Regions from separate parts of the Macaca mulatta genome. Here region 2 is linked to region 1. The links are chromatin contacts, called in public Hi-C maps. All regions are on one chromosome and are shown on one strand. Each heading gives the region's core, a stretch centred on a gene start, on an enhancer-like site or on the middle of the called end of the contact. The rest is flanking DNA. Distances are from core to core; before and after follow the strand shown.

Region 1 (6,217 bases), core at 2,946-5,445:
ATGGTTTCTCTGTCCTTCTTCAAAGCCAATTTCACTTCCTCTTCAGATTCAAGTTCAACAAATGCTTCACCACTTGGTCTGCCTTCTCTGGTGTAGATGAAACGAATACCTGATGTGCCATTTTGGATCTTGCAATCAGAGAAGAAGCGCATCACTTCATCGGCTGAGCAGGACCAGGGTAGGCCCCTGACCTTCACCACGAACCCCTCCCTGCCTTCCGTGCTCAGCATCATGGTGACTGTTGGGCTCTTGGTGGCAAGTTTGGCTCAATGCAATTTTAGTGTAGCTGAAAAAAAAAATTAGAAGACTACTGTCATGGAAAAATGCCCGTGATATAGTAAGATAAAAAAGCAAACTATTAATAGAAAATTCAACTATGCTGACAGCTTTTCTGTAAGATGTCTGTATAAACAAAGAGTTCACCAAATTTTTAACTCATTCATTTTTTAAGTTATTTATTCAATGCCTATTACATGTTGGATACCATTAAAAATTAATAGCAATCGGCCGGGTGTGGTGGCTCACGCCTGTAATCCCAGCACTTTGGGAGGCTGAGGCGGGTGTACCACCTGAGGTCAGTAGTACCACCTGAGGTCAGGCGGGTGTACCACCTAGAGGTCAGAGACCAGCCTGGCCAACATGGTGAAACCCTGTCTCTACTAAAAATACAAAAAATTGGCTGGGCGTGGTGGCAGGCGCCTGTAATCCCAGCTACTTGGGAGGCTGAGGCAGGAAAACCACTTTTATGTACCCAGGAGGTGGAGGTGAGCCGAGATCACGCCACTGCACTCCAGCATGGGCCACCAGAGCGAAACTAAGTCTCAAAAAATAAATAAATAAATAAAATAACATCAACAAATCAGTGGGATAGGTCAACAAATAAAAGATAGCTATATCTGAATATACACACATAAAAAACTTCACTAGATCAAAAGATTAAACAACAATTAAAACATTAAAACACAAACAAAACACAGGTTATATACGTTCTTTATATAATCTCCTTATATACAAATGTATGCAAATCAATAAAATCAGGGAAATATTTGGGCTTCAGAGATAAATGAAAAAAAGACATTATTGGGAATTCACACATTCATTTTAGAAATATTTTTTAGTTGCCATGTCCAATACTCAGCTCTGGCATACAAGAATCAATAAGCCCAGAAAGGGCTTATGATCCTACAGGAGCACCAAATATCATTATTAAAGATGTAAATGCAAATATACATTATACTTGCCATGACCCTCTGGGTGGGGTATAAGCATAGTATCAAGGAGGGACTAGTTGATCAGTTCTATTGGTTGGAGGTCAAATGGTTAAATGAAACAGACTAACCTGCCCAGGGATCCATAAACGATTTTTTAAAATTATGATAAAGCACAAATAGGAGAGGGAAAAGCAAGAGAAAAGGCTGGCAAGGCATAGATCAGATCCCAAAGACTTTTATGCAGTGCTTAGTTAAGACTGCATAAAAAAACTGGAAAAATAACATGGAAAATCCATAAACCTACCACTCAGAGTAACCACTAATATGTTCATTCTAACTTAAAAAAATCCCAGTGCAGCAAATTTAAAGAATTAAAACTGTATAGAAGTATATACACACTATATACACTAAGCACCTTTTAAGACTTTTAAACCGGGGAGTTTGTGGGGTGACTTCACCAAAACTCTTTCAGACAGATCACCCCGGCAACAGTGTGGTACTCAGAGGTGGAACTAGGGAGATTAGTTAGAACTTGTCTCTTAAATATACGTTAAAGGAATCGCCTAAGGCAACAGGAGTAAAATGGAGAAAAGCTATATCTACACATACCAAAAAAAGTGGAATCTGCGGGACTTGATAACAGATTAAGTATGAGAGAATACAGGTATAGGAGGATACAGGAGAGCAATCTGGGAAATGTTCAAATTTAATCAATCTTCCAGTAAGTTAAAACCAGAACTAATCATTATTTTTCACCCATCAAGATTATGGAAATTAAACGGTGACAGTAAATCAGTGCTATGCAGAGTTCACAAACTAATAATACACTACTAGAGGAGTGGTAATTGATATAAACTATTTCCTTTTTGATAAATCCCACTATATCCTGAAAGCAATTTGATAATATGTATCACGCCTTTTGACAGCAAATACATTTCAGTTATGTGCCCTAAGGAGATGATCTGAAATTCAGACAAAGATTTATGGAGCTATATATTCTTTGAAAAGTACTTTATTAAGAAAACTGGAATATTATGCATTTAATTTTAAAAGTTACAAAAATATTTAATAACATGAGAAATTACTTATGCTATAATTATAAGTGACCCAAGAGCACAGCTGCTTTACAATCTCAACTATGTACAAAATACATATTCCCATACCCTTTGACACTGCTAGAATCCTTCCAGGAATCTAGTCAACAGAAATACTTAGGAATGTTCCTTGCAGCACTGTTAGTAAAGGCAGAACATTGGAAAGCTAAATAGCCATCATTAGAGGAATGGCTGAATGAATTATACCTTATCCTTAAAATGGAATGCAATGCAGCCATTTAAAAAAAAATCTATCTGCCTTGACCCAGAAAGATCTCCAAAATACACTAAATGAAAGAACATACATAGTATGATCCTACTTATAGTAAAAGATTAGCATGCATGTATATACGTATGTAAATAAATAAAAGAAGATCTGGAAGCAAACTTGTTTTTGAGAGAACTGAAGGGTAGGGGGAGTGAAGTGGGCTTTTCGCTTTTTACCCTATATACTTCTATACAGTTTTAATTCTTTAAATTTGCTGTACTGGGATTTTTTTTAAGTTAGAAAGAACATATTAGTGGTTACTCTGAGTGGTAGGTTAATGGATTTTCCATGTTATTTTTCCAATTTTTTTATGCAGTCTTAAATTTCTACAGAAATAATTACTTTTACTTCAGCAAAAAAGCAACATAAAACAAATTAAAATGTTTGCATTTCTGGGATTTGGTATAGGAAATTTTATAAAATTGTCCAATTTTGAATGTGGATGGTTATCTGATATGGTCTGTGAGCATTGGGCCTCTTGGAAACAAAGTACAAAGTGTAATAACGGCCATAAAACTACACTGAGGAAACGATTTAACATTTACTGATTGCATATTAAGTGCCTAGCAGACTGCATCTGCAGTGATAACAGTTTTCCTATTAACCATCCTAAGGTCTCAGTGACAGATTTACAGGCTGTTTTTTATTACATTTTGTACAATTTTTTTTTTTTTTTTTTTTTTTTTTTGGCTTGCCTTATCCCTGGGATAACCCGTCCCATTTAATTCCCTGCACCACTCTATCCCTTAAGAGCCCTTCTGTAGGGGCAGAGAGGTTCTACTTCATTACTGCGTCTCCTGGGAAGGCCATCAGGACTGCTGGCTCAAGTGGGAACCAGGACTCTTTGTGAGTTAAGAATTTGTGTATTTATATGCGTGTTACACACATTTTTTTAAAAACTGTAACGAGATAAGGTTGAGTAGTCGTCTCTGGGTGGTGAATTACGTGTATTTTTAAATTTTATACTACATTGTTATTTTTCAAATGTTCGAAATTGAGTATGTAGATTGTTGTTATCAGCAGAAAAATAAACATTATTCGAATACTCAATTCAGTAAAGTAATTTATTGGGCGCCTTTGTCAAGCACGCATTTGCCTAGATGTGACTCTACAGATAAAATTCACTTGGGGCCTCCCCCTACAGACAATCAGGCAGTGGAGACTGAGTGCCTGAAGAGATAGACCAGCACTCAGACCACTATTTTCAGTATCTGTTTTTCTTAACTCAGGGCTGTGGTTTTCAAACCTTTTTCGCCTTACGGTCACCCTTAGGGGTCCCCCGAGACCGGCCCAGACAGACAGATATACAAAAACACATACACAGTCATGAGCGTCCACCATTTCCCCACCAGGCGCAGCACAGGCGGCTTCCCGGCACTGAGATGGGGGGGAGGAGGGAAGAGAGCGCGAGGGGGGAGGGGAAAGCAGAGAACGAAAGAGGCGGAGGCGGCCCCCGAACCCCGCTTTGGTCTTCATCATCACCACCCCTGGGTCCCCAGTTCCCACCCACACACCAACCTCTAACGATACCGGGTAATTTTCCTCCTTCTTCCCTCAAACGGCTATAGCGAGACGGTAGACGACGACCAGAACTACTTCTGCTCACGTAAGCGAGTAATCACGTGAGCGCCTACGTCATGTGAGATCTCGGTCACGTGAGCAACTCTCGGCTTAAACTCGGGATCACTAAGGTGCCGCACTTCCTTCTGGTATGGAAATAGGGCGGGTCAATATCAAGAAAGAAAGAGGGTGATTGGTTAGCGGAACGTCTTACGTGACTGATTATTGGTCTACCTCTGGGGATAACCGTCCCAGTTGCCGGAGAAACAGTAACGTCATTATTTAATAAGTAATTGGTGATTGGTCCTCCCCTGAGGTTAAACTTAAAAGCCTAGGTTACCCGCGGAAATCTATGCTGTCTGATCACTGTGACAATGCAGCTGAGGAACCCAGAAATGCATCTGGGCTGCGCGCTTGCGCTTCTCTTCCTGGCCCTCGTTTCCTGGGACATCCCTGGGGCCAGAGCACTGGACAATGGATTGGCCAGGACGCCTACCATGGGCTGGCTGCACTGGGAGCGCTTCATGTGCAACCTTGACTGCCAGGAAGAGCCAGATTCCTGCATCAGGTATCAGATATTGGGTACTCCCTTCCCTTTGCTTTTCCATGTGTTTGGGTGTGTTTGGGGAACTGGAGGGTCTCAACAGGAACAGTTGAGCCCGAGGGAGCGCTCCCCGACCCGACTCTGCGCTGCTTTTTTATCCCCAGCAAACTGTCTCGAATCGGGACTAGCCCTAAACTTTCTCTGTGTGATGGGATGGGGGTCCGGCCAGCAGCCCCTGTTTGTTTCTCTCTCTCTCTCTCTCTCTCTCTCTCTCTCTCTCTCTCCTCCCCCCCCCCCCCCCCGCCTTCTCTTTCTCTTTCTCTTCCTCTTCTCTCCTCTCTCTATCTCTCTCTCCCTGCCCGGTTCTCCTTTTTCACTGCTCCTTGCAGAGCAGGGCCACCCCATAGGCAGTGTGCCCAAAGTAGCCCTGCCCGGTTCTATTCAGACCCTTCTTGTGAACGTTTGTTCTTCCTCTGCCGGATGCTAACCGTGAGAACATCTAGGATGGGTAGGAGGGATCGGGGACTAAGATTCGTGCCATTTTTTCTCCTTTTGGGGTCGTGGATTTCTCGGCAGTATCTCGAGAGAGTTAGAGAGACCCTAAGGTCGCTGAGATCTCTCCCACCTCGCCTATGAGCGTGGCATCAGGCTGGAAGGTTGACATGGAGGAACTTTATACATTTACACGTTTGGGTGAGGGTTGAGGCTGAATTAGATAGGTATTGAACGTGTCTGACCCTCACAATCCTTATCTGTAAATTGGGATTACAACCTTTTAATTTCAGGGAGCTGACAAAAAAGATCTGAAAAATAGTTCTTATCTCACACAGGTGAACTTTCAAGGAGATAACCTATTTAAAGTACATAGCACAGCGCTTGACCATTCAATTGCGCGTACAGAGCAAATGTTCCCTAACCTGGAATCGATGGGAAAATGAATGTAAACCTACAAATCTGAATGAATATGTGTATTTTTCTGGAGAGAGGATATTTACTTTCTTCAGATTCTCAAAGGGCTCTGTGACTTTAAAAAGGTTAGGAATCACTGATAGATATTGGTAAAAAGGTGGCAGTCACAGTACATTTCTGTGTTCATAAGTTATTCCTATGAATATCTTTACAGATAAAGTCAGGATGTTGGTCAGACCTCACAGAAGAAATTGGCCTTCTAAGTTTCATGTGACCCTGTGGTACAGTATGTGTGGCAATTTTGCCCGTCACGGGTTTTTTTTTTAGTGGTATTTGCATCTGATTAGAAAACTAATGCATGATCATTGCAAAAAATGTAGATAAAGAAGAGCAAAATGAAAATAAAGATTTCCCCCCACCATTCCACCACCCGGAAATAATCATGATTAAAATGTTAATATACAACCTTGCAATTGTTTTCTATATAAATGAAAACATAGATTTCTTTTTTTCATTATATTCCATAAAAAAATGGATCATGTTTATGTCATGTTTGGCTAATGACAAGACCCTGGCACCCAGCCTGGGCTCAAATTCTGCCTCATTGTTACTTAACCCTGTGACATTGGGT
Region 2 (5,596 bases), core at 2,694-5,193, 130 kb before region 1:
ATCTCGAACCAGAAATACCTTTTGACCCAGCAATCCCATTACTGGGTATATACCCAAACGATTATAAATCATTCTACTATAAGGACACATGCATGCGTATGTTTATTGCAACACTATTTACAATAGCAAAGACATGGAACCAACCCAAATGCACATCAATGATAGACTGGATAAAGAAAATGTGGTACATATACACCATGGAATACTATGCAGCCCTAAAAAGTAATGAGATCATGTCATTTGCAGGGACATGGATGAAGTTGGAAGCCATTATCCTCAGCAAACTAACACAGGAACAAAAAACCGAACACCGCATGTTCTCACTCAGAAGTGGGAGCTGAACAATGAGAACACATGGACACAGGGAGGGGAACAACACATGCCAGAGCCTGTTGGGGGGTAGGGGACAAGAAGAAAGAACTTAGATGACAGGTTAATAGGTGCAGCAAATCACCATGGCACACGTACACCTATGTAACAAACCTGCACGTTCTGCACATGTATCCCGGAACTTAAAGTAAAATAAAAATTAAAAATAAATAAATAAAACTAAATGGTTAGAAATAATGAATAAGATCTAGTATTCGATAGCTCAACAGGGTGACTATAGTCAATAATAATTTAATTGTACATTGTAAAATAGCTAAAAGAGTATAACTGGATTGTTTGTAACACAAAGGATAAATGCTTGAGATGATCGATACCCCATTAACCCTGATGTGATTATTATACATTGCATGCCTGTATCAAAATATCTCATGTAACCCATAAATATATATACCTATTATATACCCACAAAAATTAAAAATTATTTTTTTTAAAAAAACTATATGCTGAATTTCTGATGTAGGTAAATGTAGATGTCCATCAATATTTTCAATAGCTGCATAATATTTAAATGTGTAGACATACATTAATTTATTTAGCTAACTGCCTATCTTGAGATACTTGAGTCATTTACAACTTTACACCTTTCAAAACAGTTTGAAGATGCACAGCTTCCTACAAGCTAATTATGTGATTATTTCCTAAAGATACATTTCTACAAGTGGAATTACAGGGTCAAAGGATGTGCATATATTCCAATGGACCTTGTACCAGTGTATACTCCCACCAGCAGTTTGAGAGTGCTCCTCCCCTGACACCCTCACCCTCACTAAGGCGTGGGAGTGAGGTAGATTTTCTATGTGTATCCCAACAACACTCTCTATGGTTCCATAAAGGCCCCACCTTAACCAACCTTATAAAGGAAATCTGATACAAGCACTAAAACTTATTCTTTCTTATTATTCCAAAGTTGTAACTGTTTACTTACATGAATACCAGAACTGGCCAAGAGGACATTTTTCTGTCAAATACCCCAAGGACCCTAAAATAAAATTGGTCCTCTTTGTATGTCTCCAGAATACATCTCAGCACTTTTTGGTTCAAAAGGTCTCTCATTTCCATCCTCTCCTTACCATTCCCATGGCCACTAGTAAAACTTCACAACTTTATTATCTCATGCCTGGACTAACTTGTGGTAGCTTCCTGTTTTTTCCAATCTCCAGTCACCACTCCTATCCCCACCCCAGCTTGGACTCCTGTTGCACATAAATCTACCATATCGTTTTCCTTTCATCTTGTCATTCCTCTGATCACAAAAGGCCTTGATGTCTCCCAGGGGTGGATGCAGTAATATTCACACACCCCAGTTTAGCAGTTAGGGGTGCTCCATGAATAGGACTCACCTTTACCGCCTGACTCTCTCTGTCATCACTACCCTCCCTACACTTACCATTCCAGCAGGTCAGCACTTCTCTCTGGAGAAGGATTCCCATCTCCATGCCTTTCTTTTCATCCCTCCTCCTGTCTTGAGTGCCCTTCTGACTTTTTGTATCCTGTCCTTCAAACCCAGCTTACTTAAGAGTTCTCCTTTGTAAAACTTTCCTTGCGCACTGTTGCCTGCAGCTGTTTCTGCTGCCTCTAAGCATTGATGGTCTCCTGGGTTTGTTAATATCTCTTTGTTTTAGTTTCCATATATCTTACCTTTCCAAACAGATCATAAACTGAAGGACAAGGACAATGTCTTTTTTTTCTGCTGCTTAAAACACAACTTTATTGATGGAACACAAGTCTTAGATTAACAAATATAAACTAATATAAAAGTGTAGCTTATTCATGATGTATAACTAATTCATTGTCAGTTTAGGTAGAGGAAAGAGTAAAAATATCTCAATCTAGGTAATAAGATCAAATCAATAAATTCTTTCTGTGTACAAGTACTAATATTCCATTTGGCATCATTAAAATGGTTCATCCTCAACCCAACCATTAAAACCAACATCAGTCACTGTTATGATATATGATAGTCATTATTCCAAAATAGCAGCTGAAAAGATCTCTTTACCATATATTCACAATGAAAAACAAAGAATTTACAAAACACATCGTACCAAGTGCAAATACCTCAATACTCTTTGGGACAGACTCCAAATTAGAGTTTGGTTAATACTTTCAGGACTTTTACTTTCACCACCAGATCATTGTGATTTGCTAGTGCTTTGATTTTCTTAACACAAACTCCAGACTCTTTGAATAAGAAAAAAAGTGAACTTCTGCTGAATTCTTTCCTGGATGATGCAAGCCCTTCATTTTTTATGTTGTCATTTATATTCTCAAATAGGGTAAGGATATTAAGAAGAATCTCTCTATCCCATTCTTTATTAAAAAGGGAAATCAATTCTGATGGTACTTTACAACTGACCAGCTCTCTTGTCATGGCTGGATTTTCAGTAAAGTTTATAATTAGTTTCATAGTCTGTATCTTGGTGAAGTGATTTCCCAGGAATAACAAAGCAAAAAAGTCTGGAAAAGAATAGGAAAGCAAATGTTGGTAATGATTAGTCACAGTCATGTTGGTTAACAGTCTTAACCCAGCCATCTGCACAGCTGAGTCCAAGCGACAGACCATGGTGTCATCACACACTTGACTGATGTACGTCTTAATCTTACCCTGATTTTCTGCATTCACACTCAAGTTATTAAGGGCATTGTAAGTCTTTTCTCTAATTATGGGGTCTTTCGTTTTTATCAGTTTTGCAATAATTGGGACACCACCCAATTCACGTATGGCATTCTGGTTAAATGAATATGCTGCATTGTTACCCAGAGTGACCAAGGCTACTTCTTGAATAAAAGGATCATTTGTTCGCTCCAGTATGTTGAGGACCTTTTGAAGATCGGGAGCACTCAGAATATCATCAATTTTATAAGGAAAGTTGAACTTGCCTCGGCGGACAGGCCATGTTGTAGCTGGAGCCCTGGTGCTCTTACTTCGGGCCTTTCCCTTGGATTTTCCACTTGCCCTGCTCCCAGCCCTAGATCCACTCCTGGTAGGGTGGCAGCCTCCACCCCTGCCTCCTGGGCAGGGTAAACTCGGTGCAAGGGTCCTGTTCCCAGAGATGGTACCCACCCTAGCCCCTTTGCCTGCCTTTGCACTTGCCTGTTCCTTCAGCGTGTTGAAAAGGGCCTTGGCCTTGGCCTCTAGGCCACCTCCACTGTGGGATCCTGAATGGGCCTTCTCTTTTACACCTGGACAATCCTCGAGTCCCAAACTCACCTCAGGCTTGACCTTTGAATCACCCTGAAGTTTGGCCCCAGACCCTGCCCCAACGTTAGTTTTAGCTCCTTTCACAGTCTCAACCCCAGTCTCTGAGGTGTCCGTAGACTCCTCGTCTTCATCCCAGATTTTCTCGTTCTCGTCTCTTCCCCAGGCCAGTCTGTATACACAGTAGCAGGCACCAGCCCCGATAACCACACCAGCGGCCACGCAGCCAGCTTCCCGAGTGCGGCCCATGGTATAGCCGGGACAAATCTCTTAACCGGAGCACAGAACAGGCTCGCTCTGGCCCAGAGAAGCGCGAACACGTCGCGGGCGGAGTCTGCAGCTACTGCTGGCCGGCTCTGAGGCAGCTTGACCTAGGAATAAAGGATGCAGTTCAGATTTCAGGCTCCTCCTCCTTTTGTGTCTTTGCCACGCAAACAGACTGAAACAACGGCAAGACAAACAAACGTACAAAAATACAGATATATTGGCAAACTCGGGGCTTAATATCTAGATCACTGATTCCTTTCTTCCATCCGGAAGCTAAGTTTGGAAATTTTCCCCACTTCAAGACTGTCCAACCTCACGTTCCACCACGTCGCCCCAGAATGTTAAAGTTCCCTGCCATCCTGCCCTTCAGATGTCCTGGGAACAGTGGCGCCCCCACATGCACCCACAGAGGTCCAGGCAGTTTTTTCCTTCTCTTTCTTGCTTCCAAGGGCACTGCTTCGTGCAAACCTGCAGACAAGGACGCGAGGAGGGGGTGCCGAGAGCTAGGGGGACATACAGATATCACCCGGGACGGGACATACATCCCTCTTCTGAATTCCTAGCCCTTTACAACTGCCTTGCCCGATGTTTCCCGCCTTCGGTTGCCCTCCACTCCTCACCGAGGTGCGGCTTTGGAATTCATTGTCTCCCTTCCTCTTCCTCCTTCGATGATTCCTCTAACCCTCCATTCCACCTCCACCCCTACTCTTATCATTGGCATCCTCCGAAGATGTCGCCACACATTTTCATTGTTAACATTTTCCTTGTAACAAAATGAAGTGAGAATATCTAAAAGCCGGACTGGCGTGAAATGTGTAAAGGTCTCCAACTCTGTCCTTGCCTCCACCAACTCCTCCATCTCAAAGGTACCAGGACACCCCCACTCACCCCCCACCCCCGCCGTGTCGTTATACCAACTACCTCTGCTCGGGAGCAATTTCTTACCTCCCTTACCTCAGTTTCTGCTTCCACTAAACCTTCAAGACTAACAAACTTCAGAAGTGAGTGCTTGGTCGACGGACCAACACCAAGGACACTGTACCTCAAACAGTAATTTGGAGTAACGTCCTCCCAACCCCTGGACTCTCTTGACGCCCACCCCTTCTCAGCTATTTGCTTCCCTGTCTTGTACCTGCAGAGCAATTTATTTTGCAAGATCCGAAATTGTGTAGGGAAGAAGGGAAGAAGGGAGATGTGGAGGGGGTCCACGGGCCCACTCGAGTTGCAGTCGCCACCATGCTCCACCCCCAAATAATGCCATCACCCTTATTATGACCTACTTGGTTCTTGACAACTTTGCGTTTCTTCCTGCTCCAAGGGTTGGACTGGCCTCTGGCCCCAAGATCTGCAGACACAAGCAACAAGGCAGAAACTGATGGCTCAGCGGACAGAAAAGCACTTCGGAGAGTCCCAACATCCGCTTTTCCTAATTCAGGGTCCTGGCTGTCAACGGAGTTTACCTTTTTGTCTGTCACCCTACCCTCACTTCTCTGGACTCGGCTGACACCAGCCCTCCCGCTACGTAGTGTTCCCCCACCCCCGGTCCCCGCCTCCGGCCCTCCCTCCCGCAGCCCCAGCGGTCGGCCATTTTCCCAGCAAAAACCACACCCCTTTCAAACCACTGGAAGCGGGGCGGGGCGGGGCGAGGGGGGAATATGGAAAATACGAGGAGGAAAACAAAACCAACCGATCTCTTCTATCCCTCTCCCCAATGCACCCTACCCGCAATGACAAGCACTT

The links. Hi-C and Micro-C count contacts between places; a contact is called where the count stands out from the background.
Region 2: a contact with region 1 is called in a Hi-C map of fetal cortex germinal zone, with 4 times the contacts expected there. The contact joins the promoter of ARMCX1 here to the promoter of HNRNPH2 in region 1. A contact is called at or near these places in 2 of 14 Hi-C or Micro-C datasets (fetal cortex germinal zone and liver).

The regions. Positions count from the first base shown.
Region 1 is chrX:108,297,321-108,303,537 of T2T-MMU8v2.0, reverse strand. HNRNPH2 (heterogeneous nuclear ribonucleoprotein H2) reads right to left here and starts at 4,195. Exons shown (of 2, transcript NM_001193993.2): 1 at 4,088-4,195; 2 at 1-286. The coding sequence starts at 233. It overlaps GLA (galactosidase alpha), which reads left to right and starts at 4,405. Exons shown (of 9, transcript XM_077989197.1): 1 at 4,405-4,701. The coding sequence starts at 4,508.
Region 2 is chrX:108,427,659-108,433,254 of T2T-MMU8v2.0, reverse strand. ARMCX1 (armadillo repeat containing X-linked 1) reads right to left here and starts at 3,943. Exons shown (of 1, transcript NM_001261106.1): 1 at 2,079-3,943. The coding sequence starts at 3,838. The coding sequence ends at 2,477.